Linked DNA regions of Mus musculus: region 2 is linked to region 1. Evidence: chromatin contacts called from public Micro-C data. All regions are on one chromosome and are shown on one strand. The core of a region is the stretch at or near the end of the contact, and the rest is flanking DNA. Distances in the headings are between cores, read along the strand shown. Region 1 holds the start of Msx2 (msh homeobox 2). Region 2 overlaps Gm34022 (a long non-coding RNA gene).

Region 1 (7,695 bases), core at 2,698-5,197:
CTCTGGAGACCTTCAACCAGCTAGGTAGGGCTGTAGCCAAAGCCCTTCCCCTCCAGCCTCTTGTTTAGCATCATAAGTATATGAACGAACAGGCCTAAGGAAATCCTACCCTGACCCCGAGTATCTACCTAAATTCCCTGCTGAGGAGCTCTCAGGGGGGTTTCCTCCAGCTCCCTCCGGATTTGTCTGCCCAGTTGGAGGTTTGATCTGCCTTATCCCTCCTTCCCACAGCGCACAGGTAAAAAAAGAAAATGAGCTCAGAGAGGTGCCATCTTTTGCCCGAAGTCACACAGCGAATGTCCACGGATTGGAGGGCAGTGGTGGAATTCCTGGCGGCCCTTGGCGCCCATTTGTCTGCCCGCTTCTGATACCCGGGTTCGGAGAATAGGCCTCTAACAAGCGGCCCATTAGAAGGAATTGTCACTCCTCCGGGAGTGAGGTTGTCCCATTAGGGCGAATTGTCATTCCTCCTGGAGCGAGGTTGTCCTGGCTCCGCGAAGGCTGAGTGCCGGGCCGAGAGCAATTAACGCGGCTCCGGCGCGGGCAGCCGCCTCTGCCCCGGGCAGCGGGGGCGGGGCGCCCGGCGCGGCTGGAGCCGGTCACCCGGCGCAGCCCCTTCCCCCGGAGCCCGCCTTTCATCTCCCCGCGCCTGGCGCCTACCCGCAGCCCTGGCCCGTCTACAGCCTTCTCTGCCCCTCCCCCTGCCCCTCCTAGCCTCTGGGATCCGGCGATCCGTCCTCCGGGTTGCAAACGCCCAGGTCTGTGCTCAACGCTTCACGGTTTACTGGGACTGCCTTCACCTTGGAGCTCCTGGTGCGCGTGCGCGGCCGCTCCACGAAGGGTCTCCGCTCCTGTGACATGCAGTGGGGAAGGGGAAGCTCAGGGAAGGTGCAGGCTTAGGCCCAAGGGGAATTCGAGGGTGGCTCACCTCCTATTTGCATGACTATTTAGGGCAGCTTCCTAGCCCGAGACTTTTCCCTGGTTAGGCAGAGATACAGTCTCCGCCTGCAGTGATGTGCTTGAAAAGCAAATGAGGTCCTGCTCAAGTTCGGGAGCTTGGGCAAGGTGTAAAGGTGACTCTTCGCTGTTGCGGAGTTCCGCTTGGAACCCCACTTTGGCCGCTTGCAAGTGTTCACGGCGCATAAACATTATTCTACCACCCCGGAGTTTAAGTTTACAGAGTGCGTCCTAAGTGCCAAAGCCAGCCCTCCTCTCTGGGAAGACACCCAAACCTGCACCTTTTTCAGGCTGGGAAAAATCTCTGTTCAGGGATTTTTACAAAGGTCCTGCTTTGGGGTTGGTGAAGGCGGGTGATGAGTCCCTAGACAAAGAAAGCGTTGGGTAAATTAATGTTGCTTTTGATATACAAGAATATTTTTAAACTAATTCCCCACACCTTCTACGTTATGAAACCCACTGAAGCTAATTCCCATAAGAGTCGAGCAGAGGAATGATTGCCCCTCAGTTTAGAGCCGCGGGGAAGACCTGAAAAAATATTTTGAGGGTGTGCAAAATTCTTGCAGCAGATAGGCTTTCCACGAAGGGCTAACTTCCGTGTTCAGGCTTTTTCAGCCCTGGTCTCCACCCCAGCAGAGTTGGAGAGGCGCCTGGCAAAGGGATGGGGGCTGTCTCCTTGGCAATGCCTCCTGTTCGTGGCCAGAGCTTGGTACTCTGGAGGTCAAAACTAAATATTCCTTTTCTCCCCACCGTTTCCCTTTCAGTGTCTTAGCATTTCCCCCCAAATAGTGCAGGAGAGACTGAACTTTTCCTCTGAAGGAGACAGTTTAAAAAAAAAATAGAGACATTCCAATGGAATTGTTTTGTTTTTTTAACTTCCTAAGACTCTACCTGTGCCCCTAAAGTAACACATTTTAAGGATAAGTTTTCCGATTATTTATAAAGCATTGGTTGGGTTCAGGACAATTGAAACGTGAACTTCATTGTATTCTTCGGCAGCTGAGGACTAAACGAATTTTAGATTTGCTTCCAAAATACATAACCCCACATCTTGCCTCACTTATTGAGAGGACATACAACTCAATCTGAATTTACCTGTATTGTATTTGAGATCCCTATCATCAGATGTGACTCCAGGGAAAATACATGTCTCCAAATCACCTTCGTTGTCTTCTTTTGGCTTTCCCGGGCTTCCAGTTAGCAACAACAAAGTACTTGTATCTTGTGGTAGGAGAAAGTTTCACAGGTTTTTAGAAGCCTCATTTAGAACTTCTTATCATTAAAAGAAAACCTTTCAAAACTGAACTGAATTATCTGGTGAAGACTTTTTTTTTTTTAATCTTCTAAGATTTCTACATCTATGGGTTCCCTCAGACCAGCGAGATTTCACTCTGGGTAAATGTTTGAGGCAAAGGTCCCTGTTTCAGAGAGGTAAGCTGGAAGGATCTGGAGGTCTAGGCAGTCAAGTTTCTAAGTCTTCTAAACTGGGGTACCTGCTAAGCTCTGGTCATTGAAAGCAACTTGGAGCAATGGTCCTCCCCTTTGGTGCTGGAGGGAGTATTTAGGGAGCATTTGCTGTTTGGGACCAGCGCTTAGCAGGCTCTTCTTTCCCCCACCAGTCCGGATGGGTTTTTGGATCTATGAAAAAGCTTCTGCAGCCTGAAATGGGTTGTTTGCAGCGATCTTTCTGCTCCTGCTGGCTTGCGGGCAAGGGAGGTGCAGAATTATTTCAGGCCTCTGTCTCAAAACTCTCTTCTTCCATGCATTGATACAGTTGGTCACTGATGCTTTGGGGCTGCAGTTAGATAGAGAGTGTGCTTTAGGGTGGGATCCTGATAGGTATGCTGCTTAAAATTTCAAAGTCAGGTGAGATGAGCTTTCCCCAAAGATATTCAGGCTTTGGGTTTGCAAAGTCGAACCCTGTTATTTGCAGAGAGAATAAAGACACTAAATGTCACAAATACCCTTCTCCCCTGCCCATCACCTCCCAAGGCAGATGCTATCCTGACACCTGAACTCCAATGACAAACACAAACTCAAAAAAAAAAAAAAAAAAAAAAAACCTCATGAGCACACTTTTGCACGGGCCTAGAGAGGAGACTCAAGGGGTGAGAAAATATCCCCATTGACAGTTTCTAAAACTTGTCCTGTTTGGACAGAGTATGAAATGGAGATCATTTGTGTAAATTAGCTGCCAGGAACCAATGGGCGCTGGGTCTGCTGGTGCACACCTACACTCTCAACACCAGGGACGAAGCCAGTGGGGTAGCAAGTTCAGGACCATCTTGGGTAAGATAGGGAGCGACTTCTAAGCTAGCCAGAGCTGGAGAGCAAGAGTCTGTTTTAAAGGAAAAAAAAAGGGAGAAAGGGTAGAGATTAGTTGAATATCCCTTGACCACCTCTCAGCCTTTCTCATCTTTGTCCCTTTTCTTAAGGAATGAGTTACAGCTAATGTCTTGGAACACTCTCCAAAGATAAGACAACTAAGGACCATGCCTAAACTATTTCTATTAGTAAAGATGCTGCTATTGTTTTCCATTATAGTTACAAAGATACACTAGTTTGAGCTCATAGTGGGAGCTTTATAAATGTTCCATGCCCTCCGCAGATTTCCAACATTCTCAGGCGGGAGCGTGTGGGATCGGCACCAGAAACACTTTAAAGAGGGGTTAAAAGACAAGAAATGAGACTCGGCAAGCTTCCTCTTTAAACAATCGGCTTTAATTACGCCTTAGACTTTTCAGTTTGGGCGATTATAACCCTTGAGGGATCGCCTAATAACAACTCTGCTGACTGCTCCTGTAATTAACTCCTAATTTATTTCAAACGGGGCGGGGGAAGGGCCCCAAGCCTCTCCAGGGAGAGCCAATCGGTGGCGAGCGTCCGTGGCGTCAGGAGCAGGGCCGTCGCCAGTTGGTTGAGCCGAGTCTCCCACTTCCCCTCGGAGGACAGGCTGGGCTCCCAGCGCGCCCCTGCCGGCTCCCCCCCCAAAAGTTGGAGTCTTCGCTTGAGAGTTGCCAGCGGAGTCGCGCGCCGACAGCTACGCGGCGCAGAAAGTCATGGCTTCTCCGACTAAAGGCGGTGACTTGTTTTCGTCGGATGAGGAGGGCCCCGCGGTACTGGCCGGCCCGGGTCCCGGGCCTGGAGGAGCCGAGGGCAGCGCAGAGGAACGCAGGGTCAAGGTCTCCAGCCTGCCCTTCAGCGTGGAGGCGCTCATGTCCGACAAGAAGCCGCCCAAGGAATCGCCCGCGGTGCCACCCGACTGCGCCTCGGCTGGCGCTGTCCTGCGGCCGCTGCTGCTGCCGGGACACGGCGTCCGGGACGCTCACAGTCCCGGGCCTCTCGTCAAGCCCTTCGAGACCGCCTCGGTCAAGTCGGAAAATTCCGAAGACGGAGCACCGTGGATACAGGAGCCCGGCAGATACTCCCCGCCGCCCAGTGAGTGCGCGTCTGGGACGGGATCCGGGCTGGACCAGCGCGAGGGGTCCCAGAGGGGCTGGGGAACGGGTGTTAACAGGATGATGCTCTTGACCCCCCTGGTACCCCAGTTCAGCGGGCGGTCCGCATCCCAGAATCCCTAGCTTCGAGGAATCTGCAGTACCTGAGCGCTGGCTGGCATTTGAAAACCAAACCAAGTTGTTGATTTCTGCAGTCCTTAGCCCCCTGCTCCGAAAACTTCATATTTGTGTACCTGCCCGGGAAATAGGGGAGAGTCGCTGTTTTGTTTTGTTGAGTCAGGGTCTCCTGTGGCCCGTGCTGGTATGCAGCTCAGGATGGTCTTGAACTCGTCATCTTACTCCACCACCTAAGTACTAGAATAACTGGTGTGCACCACCACACCGGGCTGGGATCCACTTTAAATGAGTATTGAAATGTGGTTTTGCTGGCCTTCAAAATATACAGGCAGCCCCATGAAGTTCACCCCACTATAAAGACTAGACAACTGGAAGTTAACCAGACATGGAGCAGACATACTTGGTAGTCTTCGAACTCCAGTGTCCATCCTATGAAGGGAAGGTGGCAGGCAGAGACTGATTCGGAAAGGAAGCTTCTTGTATTCTAGTCCGTTGTTGGTTAGGTTCTGCGTGTTGCAGGGAGCTAGTTTGGGCCAGACCCTCGTGGGCTCTCCTGGGTTCACAGTAATAATTAACAGCATTCCTTCAGAACTTGAGAATGTACAGTGAGGTGGCCACAAGTTCGCCAGATTTGGCTGCTTGCTAGAACCTCAAAGTACAGGCAGAGGCATGCCACCTGTGGCTACCCCTTCAGACTTGGTGGCTAGTGCTTAGAGGATTGCTCTTGCTTGGTCCAGGTTACCATTCATACTTGCAATGGGCATGGGGGTCTGGTGTCCATGCTCTCTGCCCCCTCTTTTGAGGGTGATGGCCATATTGCTATTTTCACTGCACCCCACTTCCTCCAGGGAGGCTGTGCCGACTTCCTTTCCAGACTTAGCATCCCTTTGGGGTCCATTCCTGAAACTTTGTTTTTAGTTTTATCTCTTGGCCTTTGAGGTTTATCTCTTCTGTTGCCTTTTTTCCTGCCCCCCCCCCCATCAAACTTTGGGAAAGTTGAGAAAGAGGGAGAGGGATTGTGGAGGGACTTTCCCAGCTCAGCTGGGGGAGAACTTGTCTTCCTTTCTACCTTTCAGCCCGGCCCTCTGGACTAGAGATGCAAAGTATTTTGTGAACAAAACAAGACCATATACCCAGGCGTCAGTGGCTGTCCCCTCTGGCTGTCTCTCTCCACCCTGCTGGAAATTCTGAAAGGCTGAAAGGGTGCAGAGATTAAGGACTTAAAGAATTTAAACTCCAGTTTGCACAGTGCTTTTCAATACATTATCTTATCTGATCTCCTTTGTGCGGCAGCCGAGAGCCTCTTGTTAACAGAAGAGGCCGTTTCACAGCAGAGTTCAGAGGGATCAGCAGTTTGGGCCCATGGAAAAAAAAGCTCTTGGGCACATTGATTTGCTCATTACCCCCCAAGTGGGGCTCTGGGCACTCCAACATGTAGCTCTCTAAGCCACCCGAGGGATAAGTAGTAGTTATCCATTTTATTGTCAGCGAAATGGAGGTTCAGAAACATGAAGAGTCTTAACTTGTTTAACAAATTTGGAGTGCCTGTATTCCTAGGCCTGGGGCAATGCCCCACAACACATCCAGGATTTCAGCCTTAAATGGTATGGTGGCCAAAGGTCAGAAATCCTGGCATACTTAGGCCTGGCGGTCTGGTGGGGCAGTTCCCCACCCCACCCCACCCCACCCCCACTGTGTCCCCGCCCCCACTGGCTCTGTAACATCTCTGCAGTGGGCAGTTTTTCCTTGCCCTAGATAAATCCTTTTTATAAGAGAAGCTAGGGGCTTTCGGAGGAGGTTTCATTTGGAAACACAAGGTTTTTGATACTTGGGGGTGGAAGTGTCAGCAGGATGAGCTCGGAGAATGCCAAGAATCAGCTGGGGGGGGGGGGCTGGAGTTGGAGGGAGGGACCCACCTACCCCTGGCCCTGGTTTTGTGGTTTGAAGAAAGCGGGATAAAAAGTTTGTTTCACCTTGTTTAATCACACACTTTCTTTGGCTGGTATAAAATGGGTTAGGGGGAAGAAGGTGGGAGCGATGGGGGAAAGATTCTCCTGGCAAGGCTTTGCCATCTGAGCACAGTCCCCATGGCCCGAACTTTATAAGTCACCATGGCCCACAAAGAGTAACCCAAGCTACCCTGGTTCAAAACTCCTGTAGAACCAGCAGCAAGTGTATGCAGTAAGAGTTTGGTGTCTGAAAGGGAGCCTGGGTGGGCTCGGGAAGGGCGAGAATTCCTTGGGTCTCCAGCTCTGATGTTGGCCAGTGAGCTGAGAGGAAAATCTCCCCTGCCCTTGGCTCAGTTGGGGATTAGCACGTGCGAAGGAAGGCCAGGCCTTTAGGAAGTCTACCCATCTCTCTCCCAGACTGCTGTTTTTTTCTGATCACAGTACCTTCTACTCTGTAAAATTAACAATGTGACATAGGGGCTGGGTTGGGACTTGTGCTGTGTCACTCTCAAAGATGAAATATAAATTCTTCTTTGGGCCACCAAAGTAACTAAACAAGAAATGTTACATTCCCCTGCATACACCAGCACTAGCACTCTGGCTACATTAGGGAAATTAGACTGGCTCGTAAAAGCCAAATGCAGAAAAATAATTGTTTAGTATTCTATTCTTGTCGCCTTATGCTCCTCCCCTAGCCTCAAGGAAAACAAGACCAGAATTAGTCCCTGCTGTGGAATCACCTTGAGGCCCCATCCTTGTGCTAACAACCCATCTTAAAACAGAGTCCGGACGCTGCCTCCTGTCTCTATTTTGCTTGTTATTCCCCACTTCTAAATTCCAACAACAAAATAATTACTTATCCACTTGCCCTAAACCATGGAATGGATAGAAGAGAGTATGATGCCATCACCATCATTGCAGGCAGAGAGATTTCCCTTGACATGTCCGTTTATGAGCGAGCTAATTCTCTCTCCGTCTTCGTGACGTTTATATTGCCAAAGCACACAGCCAAGAAACTTATCCCACAGCCAGATCTGTAAAGTGATGTTGGGGTTTTTATCATCTGTAGGGTGGATGCAGTGACAGCTGTGTGGTTGTTTATGGCTTGGATCGGCCCTTCCATCCATTGATGCTATTTGTTTATCACAGGCCTTATCTGGATGATTGTGCTTCATAAACAGGCTTGAGGCAACCCAACTTTTCTGGTTCAGAGA
Region 2 (7,695 bases), core at 2,349-4,848, 42 kb before region 1:
GGACACATACTCTGTGTGTAGATAGCATCTACCAAGTAAACTCAAAAGAAATTGGGGAAAGAGAAGCTTCTAATCCATACACAAACAGACTCATGCTCTGGCTCAGTGGCGCATGCCTATAACTGCATCAATGCCAAGGCTGGAACAGTAAGGTCAAGATGAGAGGGGGAATCCTGGGATACATAATAAATAAACCTGAGACCAGCCTGGTCGTACAAAGCAAAGGCCCTGTGTCAAAAACTAAAACAGAACAGACCCTCTGCTCAAACCAGCTCCCTGGAAGCTTTCCTTATCTTTCCAAGGAAGTTCTCTGCCTCAGAAGTCTCCTAAAGACAGTTGCTATTGCTCCCAACTGGACCCCAGGGAAAACCTCAGCTCTGATGCTCTGGGGAAAATAAGTCAAAATAAAGAGAAGGAGATGTAGCTCTGGGCTTCAGTGAGAACTAACTACATGATAGACAGCCCTCCCCATGTGCTTTGTATAGGATTACAGCAGTGAGATTACATATGAACCCAGTTGGGGCTGGAGAGATTGCTCAGAGGTTAAGAGCACTGGCTGTTCTTCCAGAGGTCCTGAGTTCAATTCCCAGCAACCTCATGGTGGTTCACAACCATCTATAATGAGATCTGCAGGCATACATTCAGGCAGAACACTGTATCCATAATAAACAAGTCTTTAAAACAATTAAAGACTTTTTAAAAAGAAGACAGAAAACAAACAAACAAAACCATATGAACCCAGTTTTAATATCAAATCTACAGAAAATACCAGGTTACATGAGAGACACGGACCTGAGAGGCCTGGGGACTCTGCCTGTTCTTGGTTGAATCTGCAAAGAAAATATATTGATGCTTTATTCATACCTCCTTTGCCTCCCAACACCAGCACTGAACAAACAACCTTATAATGGCTCCATTTCCCTGAGATGTTGGGACTACACCTTGTCTCCTTGCTTTGTGTCACAATGGTTGAACTCCTGTTTATGCTTGCCCTTTGCACATAACTGGTGTGATGTCTTTCCTGAGCATCGACCACATGTCTGTCCCCTAACGGAAATCAGAAATATAATTAATAGGCACCTACTAGATGCATGAATTAAGATGTATCAGTCACTCGGCATGATGGCACAGGTCTTGGAGCCCATCACTCAGGAAGCAGAAGTAGCTGGATCTCTGTGAGACCAGCCTGTTCTAAATAGCAAATTCCAGGACACTCAAGGCTGAATAGAGAGACTCCGGTACAACATGAAGAAGGGGAGGACAAGGAGATGTGGGAAGGAATCAACCATTGAAATAAGCCTGGACTGAATGCCTAAGTCCTCCCAATTGGAATTATGAGCTAGGAAATGGTGGTGCACACATTTAATCCCAGCACTTGGGAGGCAGAGGCAAGTGGAGCTCTCTGAGTTTGGGGCAAGCCTAGTTTAGAGAGTGAGTTTCAAGACAGCCAGGGCTACACAGAGAAACCCTGTCTAAAAAAAAAAAAAAAAAAAAAAAAAAAAACCAAAGAGGGAAAAATGGTAACCGTGATCTGTTTTACTTTGGAGCTGATGTAGAGTCACCTATGATACTTTTTTAAAATGTGAGTTTCTTGAGCCACAACAATCTTGAAGCTAGGGTTTACTGCTGTAAGCAGACACCATGACCAAGGCAAGTCTTATAAAGGACTACATTTAATTAGAGTTGGCTTACAGGTTCAGAGGTTCAGTCCATTATCACCAAGGTGGGAGCATGGCAACATGTAGGCAGGCATAGTACAGGAGGAGCTGAGAGTTTGACATCTTCATCTGAAGGCTGCTAGCATAATACTGGCTTCTAGGCAGCTAGGATGAGGATCTTAAGGCCCACACCCACAGTGATACACCTGATCCAACAAGGCCACACCTACTCCAACAAGGCCACACCTTCTAACAGTATCACTCCCTGAGCCAAACATATACAAACCATCACAATGAGTATGTCTTGGCATCTTATACTTGAAGAACTACCCCCAACCCCAAATAAAGGTTATACATCATGGGCATCAGGCATCAGTATTTGGGAGCTTAAGATAGTCATGGGCCTGGAAGAATGTATTTCAGGTTCTAAAAGACAACCATTTCCAAACAGACTGCTATACCCAGCAAAACTGTCCATCACAATTGAAAGAAAAGAGTAAAATATTCTGTGCTAAAAATAGATTATAGTGATGACCATGAAGCTGGGTCTACATGAGATATGTGAAGAAAGAAGCTTTTATACTGACGAAAAATAAACCCATCCATAGGGCTGAAGGAGAGAATAAACCAAAGTAGTTTTAGAGTCAAACAAGAGAGGACAAAGAAAACACTAAACACCACAGTAATCAGCAGGATTCAACTCCTATCTTTCTATCACAACTTTAAATGTTTCAACTGTTAAACAGTTTCAACTCCCCAGTCAAGATATAGGCTTTACTTTCATCAAAAACTAGAATCCTTCTTTTTTCATCCAAGAAATGTACCTCATCATGAAAGTCAGACACTATCTAAGGGTGAAAGACTGGGGTAAGGATATTCCAAGCAAATGGGGAGAAGAAACAGGCACGTGGCTGTTCAAATATCTGACAAACAGACATCCAATGGAATTTAGAACAGATAACTTAAGGTCACTACCTACTGATGAAGGAAACAACCCACCAAGAAAATGCTACAATTTGAAACATATACACATCAAACAAAGGTGTGTCCAAGTTCATAAAACAATATTCCTAGAAGCAAGTTCACCAGCGAACAGCCCAGCGGTAGTAAGAAACTTCAATATACCAGTTTCACCAATTGAAACATCATCCCAACAAAACTAAATGTCTTAATTAGATGACATCAAAGGTTAAATGAACTCAACAGACATCTATAGAATACGCCATCTAAACACTGCAGAATAGATACTTCCTCAGGAGCCCATTGAGACTACTGTCTTTAACAGATTATATATTAAGAAACAAAGCAAGTCTTTTTGTGTTTTTTGTTTCTCAAGACAGGGCCTCTGTGTAGCCCTTACTGTGCTTAAACTAGTTCTGTAGATCAGGCTGGCTTCAAACTCACAGAGATCCATCTCCCTCTGCCTCCTGAGTCCTAGGATTAAAAGCATCAGCCACCACTGCCCAGCTACAAAGCAAGTCCTAACACAGAAAAACAGGAAAAAACTGGAAGAATTCCTTGTATATTATCTGATCATAGTGGTGAAACAACCCAGTTGTTTTTTGTTTTTTTGTTTGTTTGGTTGGTTGGCTTGGTTTGGGTTTTTTTTTTTTGTTGTTGTTGTTGTTTTTGAGATTAACATGGAGTTTAAACAACCTGCTGCTGAGTGATGAATGGGTCATTGTATAAATCAAGAGAGAAATTTAGAAAATACTAGAATCAGGGGGAAATGCAAACCCAACATATGAAAAATTATAGGATATAATGAAAGTGGTCCTAAGAGGGACAGTCATGCCTATACATGCCTATATTTAGAAGTCAGAGGATTGGAGCTGAAAGAATGACTCAGCAGTTCAGAGATGACTCAGCAGTTCAGAGTGTCTACTGCTCTTACAGAGGAATGTGGTTCACTTCCCAGCACCCACAGTAAGCAGCTCATGACCACTGTGATTCCAGCTCCATGGAATCTGCTGTTGTCTTCTGGCCTCAGCTACAGTCATGAGCACATACCCACACCCAGACAAACATACACAGATGCAACTTAAGACAGACAGACAGACAGGAAGGAAGGAAGGGAGGGAGGGAAGGGAGGGGAGGGAAGGGGAGGGGAGGGAAGTCAGAGAATTCTCAAACAAATAACCTAATTAATGCACATGAAAGCCCTGGAAAAAAGAAAAACAAGTTAAAGCACGAATCAGCAGATGGAAAGAAATCGTTAGGTTCAGGAAAGAGCCATGCAAAGAATCCTCCAAAGACAAAGAAGACTGAAAAATGCTTAGCTGCGCTAACCAGAAGAAAACGAAAGAAAACAAAACCAGTAAAACATAAAGATGAAGTAGGAGTCATTTCAGGAGATGAAAACAAAACCCAGAAAATTGTTGGTCATACTCCATAAATATGCATTCCACTAAATTGGGGCACCTAAAAGCAACAGATGAGTTTCCAGATGCATTTGAACTGCCAAAATGAAAACAAGATAAGATAGAAAGTTGAAGCAGATCTATAACAAGAAGCAAAATTGAATCAGTAATGAAAAATCACCCAACTAATAGAAGACTAGGCTCAGAGGCTCCAATGGAGAAAACTTATCAGATCTTCCAGGAACACTAATGCCAACTGTCTTAGTCAGGGCTTGTATTCTTGCACAAAACATCATGACCAAGAAGCAAATTGGGGAGGAAAGAGTTTATTCAGCTTACACTTCCACATTGCTGTTCACCACCAAAGGAAGTCAGGACAGGAACTCACACAGGGCAGGAAGCAGGAGCTGATGCAGAGGCCATGGAGGGGTGCTACTTACTGGCTTGCTTCCCCTGGCTTGCTCACCCTGCTTTCTTATAGAACCCAGGACTACCAGCCCATGGATGGCACCACCCACAATGGGCTGGGTCCTCCCCCCTTGATCACTAATTGAGAAAATGCCTTACAGCTGGATCTCATGGAGGCATTTCCTCAAGGGAGGCTCCTTTCTCTGTGATAACTCCAGCTTGTATCAAGTTGACACATAAAACCAGCCAGTACACCAATGCTTCCTAAACTATTGGATAAAAGAGAAAAGAAAGCACGCTGTCTAAACCCCTTTATGAAGATATTACCTTGATAATCCAAACAAAGACACAACAACAGTAAACTTACTGGCCAAGCTCCTTGATGATCGTAGGAAACCCGAGAGTCTGTTGACATTTCTCTCGCATCCCCATCAGATCCAGATGATAAGATTCTTTTGCTGAAGTCAATTATACACACTTTGCCCAACAGAAAAAAAATTGAGCTGGAAATGAGCTAAAAGCTTCCTCCCTACTGGCTCCTCTACTGGTGTGATGTTGGCACAGCTGTTTTGGGTGTAACCAATCACTTTATGTTTGGATTTCAGACCTGCTCCACAGAAGGAAATTCATGACTAATACTTTAAACCTGGTTAAAAGCTCCTGGCTGGGTATGCTGTCTAGTTTTGTGTGTCAACTTGACACAAGTTGGAGTTATCACAGAGAAAGGAGCCTCCCTTGATGAAACGCCTCCATGAGATCCAGCTGTAAGGCATTTTCTCAATTAGTGATCAAGGGTGGGAAGGTCCTTGTGCATGGTGCAGTCCCTGGGCTGGTAGTCCTGGGTTCTATAAGAAAGAAAGCTGAGCAAGCCAGAGGAAGCAAGCCAATAAGCAGCATCCCTCCATGGCCTCTGCATCAACTCCTGCCTCCAAATTCCTGCCCTGTGTGAGTTCCTATCCTGACTTCCTTTGGTGGTGAACAGCAATGTGGAAGTACAAAGCTGAATAAACCCTTTCCTCCCCAACTTGCTTCTTGGTCATGATGTTTTGTGCAGGAATACAACCCCTGAATAAGACACTGGGGAAGTCTTAGGCCCTAAAGGATTACCTGTTGTTGTAGTTTTATTAAGCAAACATGTTTTCAAGCTGTCTTCTAAGAGTTTGTGTTTATATTCATAGATTATTACTGCAGCCAAATTTTGTCAGAGAAGTGACTCTTGTAGTGGGATGTGGTTAACACAGAGACTCATAACTGGTACTGAGAATAAGTGGCTTAGAAATGCTCAAGCCTAAACAGGGCATCCCCGTAATGTCTGAGAATAAGGGATCATTACAAGGGTAGGACAGAAAGAATGTGTGATCCAGAGGAGGGGGAGGATGCTATGAAACACTGTCCTCTGGACAACAAGACTGTCCTTCTGACACACAAGCTCACAGTGGCTCTGGCAACCTACACAAGACTGAGACCAGCAACAGTCCAGCATGGTTGGGGGAGGGGCTTATAAGCCCCCACCCCCTCCCTGAGATGCTACTGGTAATGAAATGATCCTCCTGGAGAGGGAGACCGCTTTCACCCACTAGTAAGTTATCCGTGCTCCAGTAAATAGATCGTAATAATCCTCCTCCATGGCCATGCAAGAAAACCTAATTAAACTCAGTGAGTCACAAAAATAAATAAATAAATAATGAAAACCCACAACAACAAATATCTTAGGCAAGGTGAAAAGTCAACCCACCCAAAGTAAACTATTTTTGGCAAGTGAAGAATTAAAAGCTTTTTTTTTTCTTCTAGTTTTCTGGGGTTTCGCTTTAACTTATTTTACTTTTATTTTGGTTTTATGAGACAAGGCCTCTTCTAGCCAAAGCTGTCCTTGAACTCCCGATCAGCCGGGCTCGCCTTCCCATGTGGTGAGATTATAAGTATATACCACCCTGCCTGCCTTTGGTCTTTCCATAATGCTGCTGTAGGCAACATCCTATTTTTTTACAGTCAACAAAGAGAGCAAACAAAAATAATAGGGAAGCTGGTGTATTTTTAAAAGGATGGAGGGAAATGCCAAGCCCACAGACAAACATGGCTGTTGGAAATCCAACATAAAGCTGCAGCTGGCTTTGGTAACGCAGTCCTGTAATGCCAGCACTTGGAAGACAGAGGCAGGAGGATACCAAAGAACCCTAGGTCAGCCTTATTAACCTAGTGAGCTCCAGGCTATTTGGGACCATACAGTGAGGCTCTATCTCAAAAACAAAGCAAAACAAAATGCATCTCACCAGAGGAAGGGAAGCCAGGCCTGGTGGGATGACTCACTCTCTTCAGGTTCCTCTCTGAGGCTGCTCTCCACCCCGCCCTCTCTGTAACTTTTTCAAGTTTATCAAAACCCACATCAGATCTTCTCTCCATGAGTAATTTGGGACAGAGGCCCACTTAGTAGCTCAACAACGAAAACCCAGTCATCTTCCACAGGCTCTCTCTGTGACACAAAAGCCACTTACTAAAGGTCTATTGTGGACCAGCTGCCTACTAACCTGTGATTTGTTACTTGGGGAAAAAAAAAACAATCAGCCTAATAGGGGTAGAAATTAAATTCAATGAAACTTTAAGTATATAGTTTGTTGGGTTTGCAAAATACGCATAGCAATCAAACCACCACCATTCCTGACTGAAGAGATGGCTTAATGCTTAAGAGTAAGTGTTGCTCTTGTAGAGCTGGGTTCTATTCCTAGCATTCCCATGACAGCTCACAACCATCTGTAATTGCAGACTCAGAGGATCCAACCCTCTTTTGACTTTGTGCTGGGCACAACACACAGGTGGTACACAAACAAACACACACACACAGAGGAAGACAAAACATTCATATACTTACACAAAATAAATCTAAATTTAAAAAAAAAGCCATCATCAATACATAGAATATTTCTACTCCCACAGAGTAACCTGCCCCTTCCCAGAAGGCTTCCACTACCCACACCAAGGTCACTCTGGTTCTGATTCTAATTTGCATCATAAGCAGTTCTCACTTTTGAACTCTGTCTAAAGTCATGCATTGTGTACACTTCTATATGCGTCTCTCGCTCAGTACTATGTCAGAGTGCAGATGGACCTGTTCCTCCCCCTGCCAAAGTGTTCTGGTAAATGAAAAGAGACAGCTCCGGGGGCATTCTGCCTTAGCTTCCATCTGGAGAATTCTAAGTTTAGAACAAGTACAAAGACTGCTGTTAAAACATTCTGCTCAGCCAGGTGGTAGTGATGCACATCGTTAGTCCCAG

The links. A called contact is a pair of places that touch in the nucleus more often than the background predicts.
Region 2: a Micro-C map of trophoblast stem cells shows a contact between it and region 1, with 2.0 times the contacts expected there. The contact joins the enhancer-like site here to the promoter of Msx2 in region 1. A contact is called at or near these places in 1 of 39 promoter capture datasets (second pharyngeal arch cranial neural crest), 5 of 484 Hi-C or Micro-C datasets (embryonic stem cells, nephron progenitors and trophoblast stem cells), 5 of 115 datasets of contacts at active chromatin or transcription factors (double positive thymocytes, embryonic fibroblasts, embryonic stem cells and 1 more) and 1 of 9 other capture datasets (pancreatic islet).

Annotation. Positions count from the first base shown.
Region 1 is chr13:53,469,032-53,476,726 of GRCm38.p6, reverse strand. Msx2 (msh homeobox 2) reads left to right here and starts at 3,947. Exons shown (of 2, transcript NM_013601.2): 1 at 3,947-4,395. The coding sequence starts at 4,017. It overlaps Gm33763 (a long non-coding RNA gene), which reads right to left. Exons shown (of 4, transcript XR_873406.2): 2 at 929-2,752; 3 at 801-851.
Region 2 is chr13:53,510,639-53,518,333 of GRCm38.p6, reverse strand. All of the region lies in intron 3 of Gm34022 (a long non-coding RNA gene), which reads left to right. Among named protein-coding and RNA genes, the nearest start is that of Gm40952, 10 kb to the right of the region's middle. Within about 2 kb of position 3,598, at least 30 of the 459 cell types and tissues checked have an H3K27ac peak or open chromatin away from gene starts, as enhancers often do. A contact at or near this core is called in embryonic fibroblasts and trophoblast stem cells, where this site is marked.